Linked DNA regions of Sus scrofa: region 2 is linked to region 1. The links are chromatin contacts, called in public HiChIP or PLAC-seq maps. All regions are on one chromosome and are shown on one strand. The core of a region is the stretch at or near the end of the contact, and the rest is flanking DNA. Distances in the headings are between cores, read along the strand shown.

Evidence for each region. HiChIP or PLAC-seq counts read pairs in DNA pulled down with a chosen protein or histone mark.
Region 2: a contact with region 1 is called in an H3K27ac HiChIP or PLAC-seq map of skeletal muscle. The contact joins the promoter of NMRK2 here to the promoter of EEF2 in region 1. A contact is called at or near these places in 2 of 47 Hi-C or Micro-C datasets (heart right ventricle and skeletal muscle) and 1 of 2 datasets of contacts at active chromatin or transcription factors (skeletal muscle).

The regions. Positions count from the first base shown.
Region 1 is chr2:74,744,601-74,749,207 of Sscrofa11.1, forward strand. It overlaps EEF2 (elongation factor 2), which reads left to right and starts at 1,941. Exons shown (of 15, transcript XM_003354002.5): 1 at 1,941-2,091; 2 at 3,114-3,328; 3 at 4,211-4,392; 4 at 4,470-4,607. The coding sequence starts at 2,089.
Region 2 is chr2:74,789,682-74,794,404 of Sscrofa11.1, forward strand. NMRK2 (nicotinamide riboside kinase 2) reads right to left here and starts at 1,636. Exons shown (of 7, transcript XM_005661342.3): 1 at 1,341-1,636. The coding sequence starts at 1,366.

The sequences.
Region 1 (4,607 bases), core at 691-3,190:
CCTCTGCATGGGTGGGGGGGTTACAGTGGGACGGAGATATATCTAAAATCTACTCATTTCCCTTAAACTCTCCCCGGCTTCTTTAACACCCAGCTAAATTCTCTCAATACGCAATCTATTCACTTGAGATCGAATTCAACCCTCTTAATGAAAACCTTTGCTTTTCATCTCTTAAATGCTACAATTTCCAAGGAAGTGCCCGGGAAGTGCCTCCTACGGAACGCCGCAACAGTGGGGTGATGAGTACTCGTAAACATTTTTAAAATTTAAGATAAAATTTTTACTTAGAGTGGGAAACGATACCCATCTCCAGAAAACGCGCCCCCCGAATGGCGCATGCGCTTGCCCTGTAAAATTAACCTGGAAAGGGTCCCGAACCTAGGCGCAGGTGTTTAGAGATCCCGGATTGAGCTTAAGGGGTGACATCTGCTGCCTGCCACCCTGCCTTTCTGAGCCTCCATCAGACAGTAGATAGCTAATGAGCAGCTTCTTCCTGCCTTTGTTTCCCCCTGGGTTAAACACGGAACGGTGCTGGCAATCTTTGATTAAATGAAATTAAGGCTGTGTGTGACGTGCTTTACAAAGCGAAATGCGCATAGTCTTGGTGGGGAGAGGGGCTTTATTTTTTTTTTTTCTTTTTTTGTAATGGCCGCACCCAGAGGATATGGAACTTCCTGGACCAGGAATCAAATCCCAGCCAGAGCTCCGGACCTAAACCACACCTGCCCTGACGGTGGATTCTTAACGAGGCCGCACTGCGCCACAGCGGGAACGCCGAGAGGGGCTTAAGTCCAGACCTGAGCTTGCAAGGCTTTTTACATGTGTACATCATCCCTTCTCCTAGCATAGGGAAAGCACTTCAGTCCCCCTTCTTTTGGCAGAATGAGTTTAAGGAAAGAAGTGGGTTAATTTGTGCTAATATCACTAATTGGTGCAAGAAATACTTATGAGCGCCTACTGTGTACCAGGCATTGAGTTGGGCTCTTTATCAAGGATAAAGATACTGAATTGAAAGCCAGCTCATTCCATCCAGTCAGAGATCTGAAATACAATTGTTTCTTAGGGTCATATTAGGACACAAATGCAAAGTAGTCTTCCTGCGCCTCCCCCTGGAAGGAAAATGAAATAGAAAATGGGATTATGCATGTGAAGAAGCGTTCAGCCCCTGTGCCCGCGACACAGCAAACCAGTTCCTGAAATAAGTGCTCATTGATAGTAATGATAGTTAATTAAAAAGAGCTGACGTGTATTGAGAACTGTGTCAGGTATGGCGGTAGTTTTACTGTTCCCCGGTGAGGCAGTACAGATTACTCCCATTTTACAGACAAGAAAACCGAACAGAAAATCCGAGTATCTACTGTAAGAACACTTACAGCGGTGGGACAGTAGGTATTTTGTTCACTGTTATATCCGCAACACCTACAGCCATGCCTGTTATAGGAGACGCTCAACCCGTCTCTTTGGAATAAATGAGTGCTTAAAAAATTACCTGCTTTTTAAAAATCTTATTTTAATGAAATAATTATAGACGTAGTTGCAAAAATAGTACAGAGAGGTCCCTAGTACCCTTTCCCCCAGCTTCCCCCATTACTGTCAATTTACATCACACTATCAAATCCAGGAAATTAACCTTGGCACATTCCACAGACCCTGTTCATATTGTAATGTGTTTTAATACAAATGTTTGGCATTTTACAAATTGATATCGTGCTAGGATTGGAGTAATATTCTCAGCTAAGGCTGAGCTCTTCCCTTTCTGCACCGGAGTATTGCATACCTGAGGCGTGCACCCACCTCGGGGCCAAACACGCCCCAGGGAAAATCTTAAGTGCTGAATGTAGACCCCCTACTTTCCAGCAGCCTTGCAGACGCCTAAGGGGTTACCCGGGGGGAGGGCGTCAGTGCGCCTGCGCGCAGCGATGCTTCACCCCGCCCCCGAAGCGCGATCAGATGACCCGCCCAACCGGCGTCGGCCTATAAAAGCTCGGGTGTTGACGTCAGCGTTCTCTTCCGCCGTCGTCGCCGCCATCCTCGGCGCGACTAACCTTACTCGGATCTGCCCGGTAGAATCCACCGCCATCCGTCACCATGGTGAGCAGTGCTGTCCAGAGGGCGGCCTGGAGCAGCGGCGGGGCCTCTGCAGGACCGGCGCTGCCAAGCCTGGAGTGCTGTGGCCTCCGGGACCGGGAGTAGACATGGCGGCTGCGGGGCTGGAGGGCCTGGGGCTGAGAAAGCGGTTGCCGCCATGTCTACGCGCTGCACTTCTCACCGAACTTCGCTTCCGGGGGCGCCGCCGCCCCGCGGGGTCCCCGGTCCTGCCGAGGCTGGGGCGGAGGCGGGGCGGTGGGGTATGATGATGTGGCAGACGCTGTAATGGCGGGCGCCGCTGTGCGAGCAGGGAGAGGGGAGCCGCCTTATGTAACCCGCGGGCCAGGAGTTTGAGTTCGATTTTCTGTCGGAAGTCGTGGGCGGCAAGGAAATGGCAAAAGGAAAGGAGAGTAAGACCCTTGGTAGCGCCCCATCTTACGCTCTGTAACCTTGGCATGATCCCTTGTCTTTACTGTATTTCCCAATTGTGAACACCTGATTCCGGGGCCACGCGGTGGAGGCTCGCGCCGGTTAGCACTGCGCAGGTCCCCCCACCTGACCGCGGGTGTCATTCAAGGAATCCAGGGTGGCGTGGGTGGCTCTGCCTGACCCCCGCAGCGAGGGGTGACCTTGGTTGTTTAAGAGGCTCTTTGGTTGGGGGAAGCCTGGAGGTACACACAGTGGCAACACAGTGTGACTTGGGGAGCTTCAGCTCTCCAGTATTCTTTAAATGGTCTCCGTGATACCCCGGTATTTACTCAGTTTAAAGGAAAGATGTCGCACTTTGGGACTTCTCAGTTTTCATTCTGGACTGTCATTCTTGAGTTGTGAGGACCAGGGAACGTGGTGAGAAGCATTTTTAAAAGAATGTCAACAAAGAGGGGGATTTGAGTGGGAGTTGGGGTGGCTCCAGGACCAACCCCCTTTGACCTTAGCCTAGCAGTGTCTATTGATCAAAGCCTTAGTGCCAAAACCCATTCCCTGAGAGCTGGGCACCTCTGAGACTCTCCTCCCCCCACCCGTAGGTGAACTTCACAGTAGACCAGATCCGGGCCATCATGGACAAGAAGGCTAATATCCGAAACATGTCCGTCATTGCCCACGTGGACCATGGCAAGTCCACTCTGACGGACTCATTGGTGTGCAAGGCTGGTATCATCGCCTCCGCCCGGGCTGGGGAGACCCGCTTCACTGACACCCGGAAGGATGAGCAGGAACGTTGCATCACTATCAAATCAACGTGAGCAATTCCTGGTGTCCTCTGGATGGGGAGGGACGGGGGAGGTGCTTATCTTGGTGGGTATGAAGGACAGACAGTAGCCTTCACTTACTTGAAGGCTTTTGGGGAGGTGAGTGGAACACCTTGGGGCTGCATTTTTGCACTATGAAGAGACATGAGGTTTCACCCAGTGAGATGGGAATCTTTATGTCCAGTGAAAAAGGCACAGTGAGGGTGATATTAATGGGCCTTGGAGAGCAAAGGGGGCAAGGGGCTCTTCTCAATGTCTGGAGACATCTAGGAGGATGCAGCTGGCAGCCAAGAAAGGATATACTGTTGAAAGTTTTCCCCTGTGCAAGGGAGCACCTTGTGAGTTTTCTGGCTTCAGAATGGCAACAGGGTGAGAACTGAAAGAAAAGCGACTGTAACTGGCAGTTATTTTCATTTGGTAACTTCTTCGTCATTGTTGATAATCAGCTGGGAATGGAGGGGAAGGAAGGATGAAAGGTAGTTTTTGGTGTTTCAAGGCTTTGCCTGATTGTGTAGTTGCTCCTTGGAATCAGGTGCCTTGAACCTGGGAGGAACCTTGTGGACTCTGGTTCTTTGCCGCTGGTACCAGGGAGGTGAGGTGGGTGTTCCTAGTGGAAGGTGCTGCAGAGCTTGCGTGGGAAGTCTGAAGTTCATTTGTAGGGATGAGTAATGCAGGGAGAGGAGACACTTTGCAGCGTCTGCCTCTTTTTTTTTTTTTTTTTTTTCCCCTGGTTCCTCTCCTTGGGAGTTAAGAGCATCTGCCCTGAGTCCCTTTGGGCAGAAACCTAGGTGACTACAGGGCTGATGTGGAACAGGTTAAGAGCTAGGCCGAGGTGTATCTTTCATTTAGCTCACCTGTCCCAATCTCTTCAGGGCCATTTCCCTCTTCTATGAGCTCTCAGAGAATGACTTGAATTTCATCAAGCAGAGCAAAGATGGCTCTGGCTTCCTCATCAACCTCATTGATTCACCTGGGCACGTGGACTTCTCCTCAGAAGTGACAGCAGCTCTCCGTGTCACCGATGGTGCCTTGGTGGTGGTGGACTGTGTGTCAGGTAAGCACTGGGTGGCTCGGAATCTGGGGCTGGCCGTTCTTTACTCTTTGGAGACCTTACCTCATACCTGTCCCCAGGTGTGTGCGTGCAGACAGAGACAGTGCTGCGCCAGGCTATTGCTGAGCGCATCAAGCCTGTGCTGATGATGAACAAGATGGACCGGGCCCTGCTCGAGCTGCAGCTGGAGCCCGAGGAGCTCTACCAGACCTTCCAGC
Region 2 (4,723 bases), core at 386-2,885, 45 kb after region 1:
GGATGCGGGTTGGACCCCTGGCCTTGCTCCGTGGGTTAAGGACCTGGCATTGTCGTGAGCTGTGGTGCAGGTTGCAGATGCAGCTCTGATCCCATGTTGCTGTTGCTGTGGTTGTGGCATAGGCCGACAGCTGCAGCTCTGATTTGATCCCTAGCCTGGAAACTTCCGTGTGCTGTGGGAGTGGCCCTAAAAAGCAAAAAAAAAAAAAAAAAAAAAAAAAACCAAAAAAACCAAAAACCAAAAACCAGCCAACCAACCAAAAAATCAAAGTGTTAAAGCAAGTGCAAATTGGGGGGGGGGATAATTTGTGATAGGGACAGAGGGAAAGGATAGTGAAAAAAGCTATTGGCAAAATAGGATGACCAGCTCCTTCCAGCTTGCCCTCGGGTGGCTCTGATTTTAGTGCTGAAAAGTCCCAGATCCCAGGGACCCTTCCATGCCAGGAAAAAGAGGGCAGATGGTCACCCTAAGGACTCTGGACCGGGCTGATGAAGGACAGAGAAGGGTAACTGTCAGGCCTTTCTGGAAATGAGTGTCCCTTTGACCTGGTTGTCCCTGCTCTAGGAATCGGGTGGAAAGCTGGGTGTGGAGGTGGGGGAGCTTCAGCTGTTTAAAAGGGCTGATAAGAAAGGTGACCCCATACATTAGGGGGAGCAGGTTAGAACGGTGATCCTGATATTAATTTGTTGGGCCAGCTATGGAACACACAGACCCAGCACAGGAAGAAATAGGGGCCCTTATCTCACTTTATGAGGAATTTCAAGAGGGTGATAGAGCATTAATTGAGGGGGTGGGAGCCCCAGGCCACCCCTGCCTGTGCTCAGTGCTTCCCGGGCGTCATCCTAAAGGCTCGGTTATTGGTAATAAAATGGAGAGTTTCAATCCCAGGAAGGCAAGGCTCCTGCCAGAGGTCAGCAGAAGTGGCTTCAAAGGCAGGTGTCACACAGTCATAGGGAGTGCCATTCTGGGGACCCCTCTACCTGACCACATGCCTCCCTGAGTTTGGTGTCTCTCCACCCCCACCCCTACAGCAGCCCAGTGCCTTAAGGAGGGCCTGCCTGAGCTTTATAAAGTCTAATCCCACTCAGTCTAGTAGGGGTGGGGAAGGGATTTCCACTTGGAAATTTAAAGCTGGGTCTGGCACCCAGACCACTCAGACCACCAGACTGAACCACCTAGGGTAGAGACCGCACTCCAACCTTGGGCAGTGGGCCTCTGTGACCCGAGGCTCCAGGCAGCCCTCCATTTGTTCCTTGGCCCATACAGGGGCTTGCCCGCCCTATCCTGCATGCTCCACCATTGCCCACGCGAGGCGGTCTGCCACGGCCCCTGACACTCACCCTCCGATGCCCACGATGTATTTCATCTCTGCTTGGAGGGGCGGCGGGGACCGCGCTCGGCAGGCGGACTCCTGACTACCAGGCACCTGGCTAGGTCCGACCCCTCAATGCCCTTGGGCTCCGGCGCGAGTCCCAGCTTCATTGAGAAAACCCCGCACCTTTATAGGCCTGGGCAGCCTGGAGGCCGCCCCGGGGGAGGTGGCCCAAGGCCTATAGGGAGTGCAGTTTTCAAGGGGGAGGGTTCCCGGTGGGGGCACCAGCACCTGTTCTACCGGATGGAAATAGCTCCACGCTGTCTTTTGCCTAAATTAGTCACGGGCCAGCTGGGCAGGGGGGTGTGGGTGGATGTCACTCTGAAGCCTCTTCCCCGCCTCCCTTCCTCCTCCCACTCCTTGCTCCTAGCCAGACTGCCCATGGGACAGATAACCGGCCACACATCTTCCCTTCCTAAAAATATCCGGCTCAGTGTGTCCCCTCACCTGACCCTGACATTAAGGCTGGTTCTGGTGGCTGAGAGAGGGAACTCACCCCCACCCCCCACCTCTGTCTCCAGCCATAGCAGCCGGCCAGCCCCACAGGTCCCTGCACCACGGGGAACTTCCTTTCCTAAGGGTGTTGCTGCCAAGATAGGCTTAAAGTCCAGAGTGGTGAATCCCAAGATAGCTTTGTTCTGGTGACCCTGGCCATCAGAACATATCAACGTGACACCAGGGACCGTTCATCCAGTGCCCATGTGAGGCCTGGAGTTGCTGGGTTTGGCTTAAGGCTTCTCAGCAGCTGAGGGGTTGGGGAAGGTCTGGTCCTGCTGATTCCTGCTCTATCCCTGCCCCCTTACTGACCAGCTGGGACTACGTCACCAACCACACCTCCCCACAGACCAAATCTTTTGGTTTCAGGACCCCCTTTCACTCTTCAAAAGAACTGAGGACCCCCAAGGAGCTTTTGTGTCAATGGATTATCATCATCCACATTTACCACGTTACAAATTAAAACAAAACTTAGGAGTTCCCATTGTGGCTCAGTGATAACAAATCCGACTAGTATCCATGAAGATGCAGGTTCGATACCTGGCCGTGCTCAGTGGGTTAAGGATCTGGTGTTGCTGTGACCTGTGGTATGGATCGCAGACAGGACTTGGGTCCTGCATTGCGGTGGCTGTTGTGTAGGCCAGCAGGTGTGGTTCCGATTGGACCCCCTAGCTTGGAAACTTCCATATGCCGCAGGTGCGGCCCTAAAAAAAGTTATAAAAGTAAAAATAATGTATGCGTTCCCTCTGTGCTTCATCTGGTTAAGGATGTGGTGTCACCGCAGCTGTGGCTCCAATTCAATCCCTGGCCCAGGAACTTCCATATGCTATGACTGTGGCAAAAAAAAATGTAAATATAATATTTTTAATGAAGAACAATTACATGTAAAAAATTAAGAGAGTGGGCTTGATGGAGTTCCCTGGTGCTTCAGCAGGTTAAAAACTTGGTGTTGTCACTGCTGTGTCTTGGGTTGCTGCTGTGGCATGGGTTAAATTCCTGGCCTGGGAACTTCCATCTGTCATAGTCTTGGCCCAAAAAAAAAAAAATCGATGAAGCATGAAAATAGACATTTCAGAGTTCCGATTGTGGCTCAGCAGTTAATGAACCCGACTAGCATCCATGAAGACTTGGGTTCAATCCCTGTCGTCACTTAGTGGATTAAGGATCTGGAGTTGCCGTGAGCTGTGGTGTAGGTCACAGTCGGCTTGGATCCTGTGTTGCTGTGGCTCTGGCATAGGCCAGCGACTACAGCTGCGACTGGACCCCTAGCCTGGGAACCTCCATATGCCGCAGGTGCAGCCCTAAAAAGACCAAAAAAAAAAAAAAAAAAAAAGGCATTTCTTCGAATAGGGTATACTCGTGGCCAACAAGCACATGAAAAGATGCTCAGGTCACTATCAGGGAAATGCAGATCAAAACCACAGTGAGACACTCTCATACCCATTAGGATGGCCATAGGCCAAAAGATGGACCATAGCAGGTGTTGATGAGGATGGAGAGAAATGGGCAACTCTGAATGGGAAATGGGACAGTCGCTATGGAAAATAGTTTGGTGGGTTTGATGACGCAATTTCACTTCTAGGTATCTACCCAAGAGAAATGAAAACAGATCTCCACAGAAGCTTGTACATGAATGTTTATAGCAGTATAATCCACAGGAGCTGAAAGGTGGAAACAACCCAGGTGTCCATCAGCATATGATAAATAGGTACATAAGTTGTGGTGCATCCACAGACTGGGGTATTATTCTGCCATGAGAAAAGAGGGAAGCACTGACACTCACTACTATGTGGATGAACCTTAAGACCATGATGCTCAGTGAGAGAAGCAGACACGGAAGGACACATAGTGTGAAATTCTATGGATGGGAAATGTCAACAACAGGCAGATGCACAGAGACAGAGAGTGGATTCCTGGTTGCCAGAGGTTGGAGTAGAAATGCAGAGTGATTACTTATACGGTGTTCTTTTGGGAGGATGAAAATGTTCTAGAATTAGCTAGAGGTGAGGTTGCACAGCAGTGTGAATGCACTGTTACTGAAGTGTATACTTTACAATAGTGTTTAGTTATATACTGTGAATCTCACCTCAGAGAACAACAACAAAACGCTGAGAACCCTTCCAGCTGCAGTCAGAGCGAAAGGACATGTCATTACAGTAGAAGGATCAGAAAGATGTCCTGCTGCTGGCTGTGAGGGTAGAGGAGGGGCCAAAAGCCAAGGATGTGGATGCCTCCAGAAGCTGGAAAAGGCAGGAAACATTCTGCCCTGTAGTCTCCAGAAGGAACCAGCTCTGCCCACACCTGAATTTTAGCCCTGTGAGGCCTGTGTCAGCTCTACCTTCAGAACTGTCAGAGAATAAATTCATGTTGTTTAAGCTCCCCCCCCACAAATTTTTAAGGTAAAAGAATGTATTGTTCTACATTTTTGTAAACCTCTTAAATGTCTGACTTAGTAGAAGGCAGTTAGGTTCTCATATCTGCTTGTTCAGTCTGTTTGCATAGGATGTTTTGGTTGATGTGTAGGAAGAAAACCCAGCCTCAGAGAGAGAGGTGAGGAAGATTTTTTTTCGTTTTTCTTCTTTTTTCTTTTTTTTGGGGGGGCTGCACCCATGACATATGGAATTTCCCAGGCTAGGTGTCGAATTGGAACTATAGCTGCTGGCCTATGCCACAGTCATAGCAATGCCAGATCTGAGCCGAGTCTGCGACCTACACCACAGCTCACGGCAATGCTGGGTCAGGGGTCAAACTTGCATCCTCATGGATAGTAGTTGGATTTGTTACCACTGAGCCACAACAGGAACTCCAAGGAGGATTTTTTTTTTTTGAGAGGATTTATTTATTTATTTATTTTTT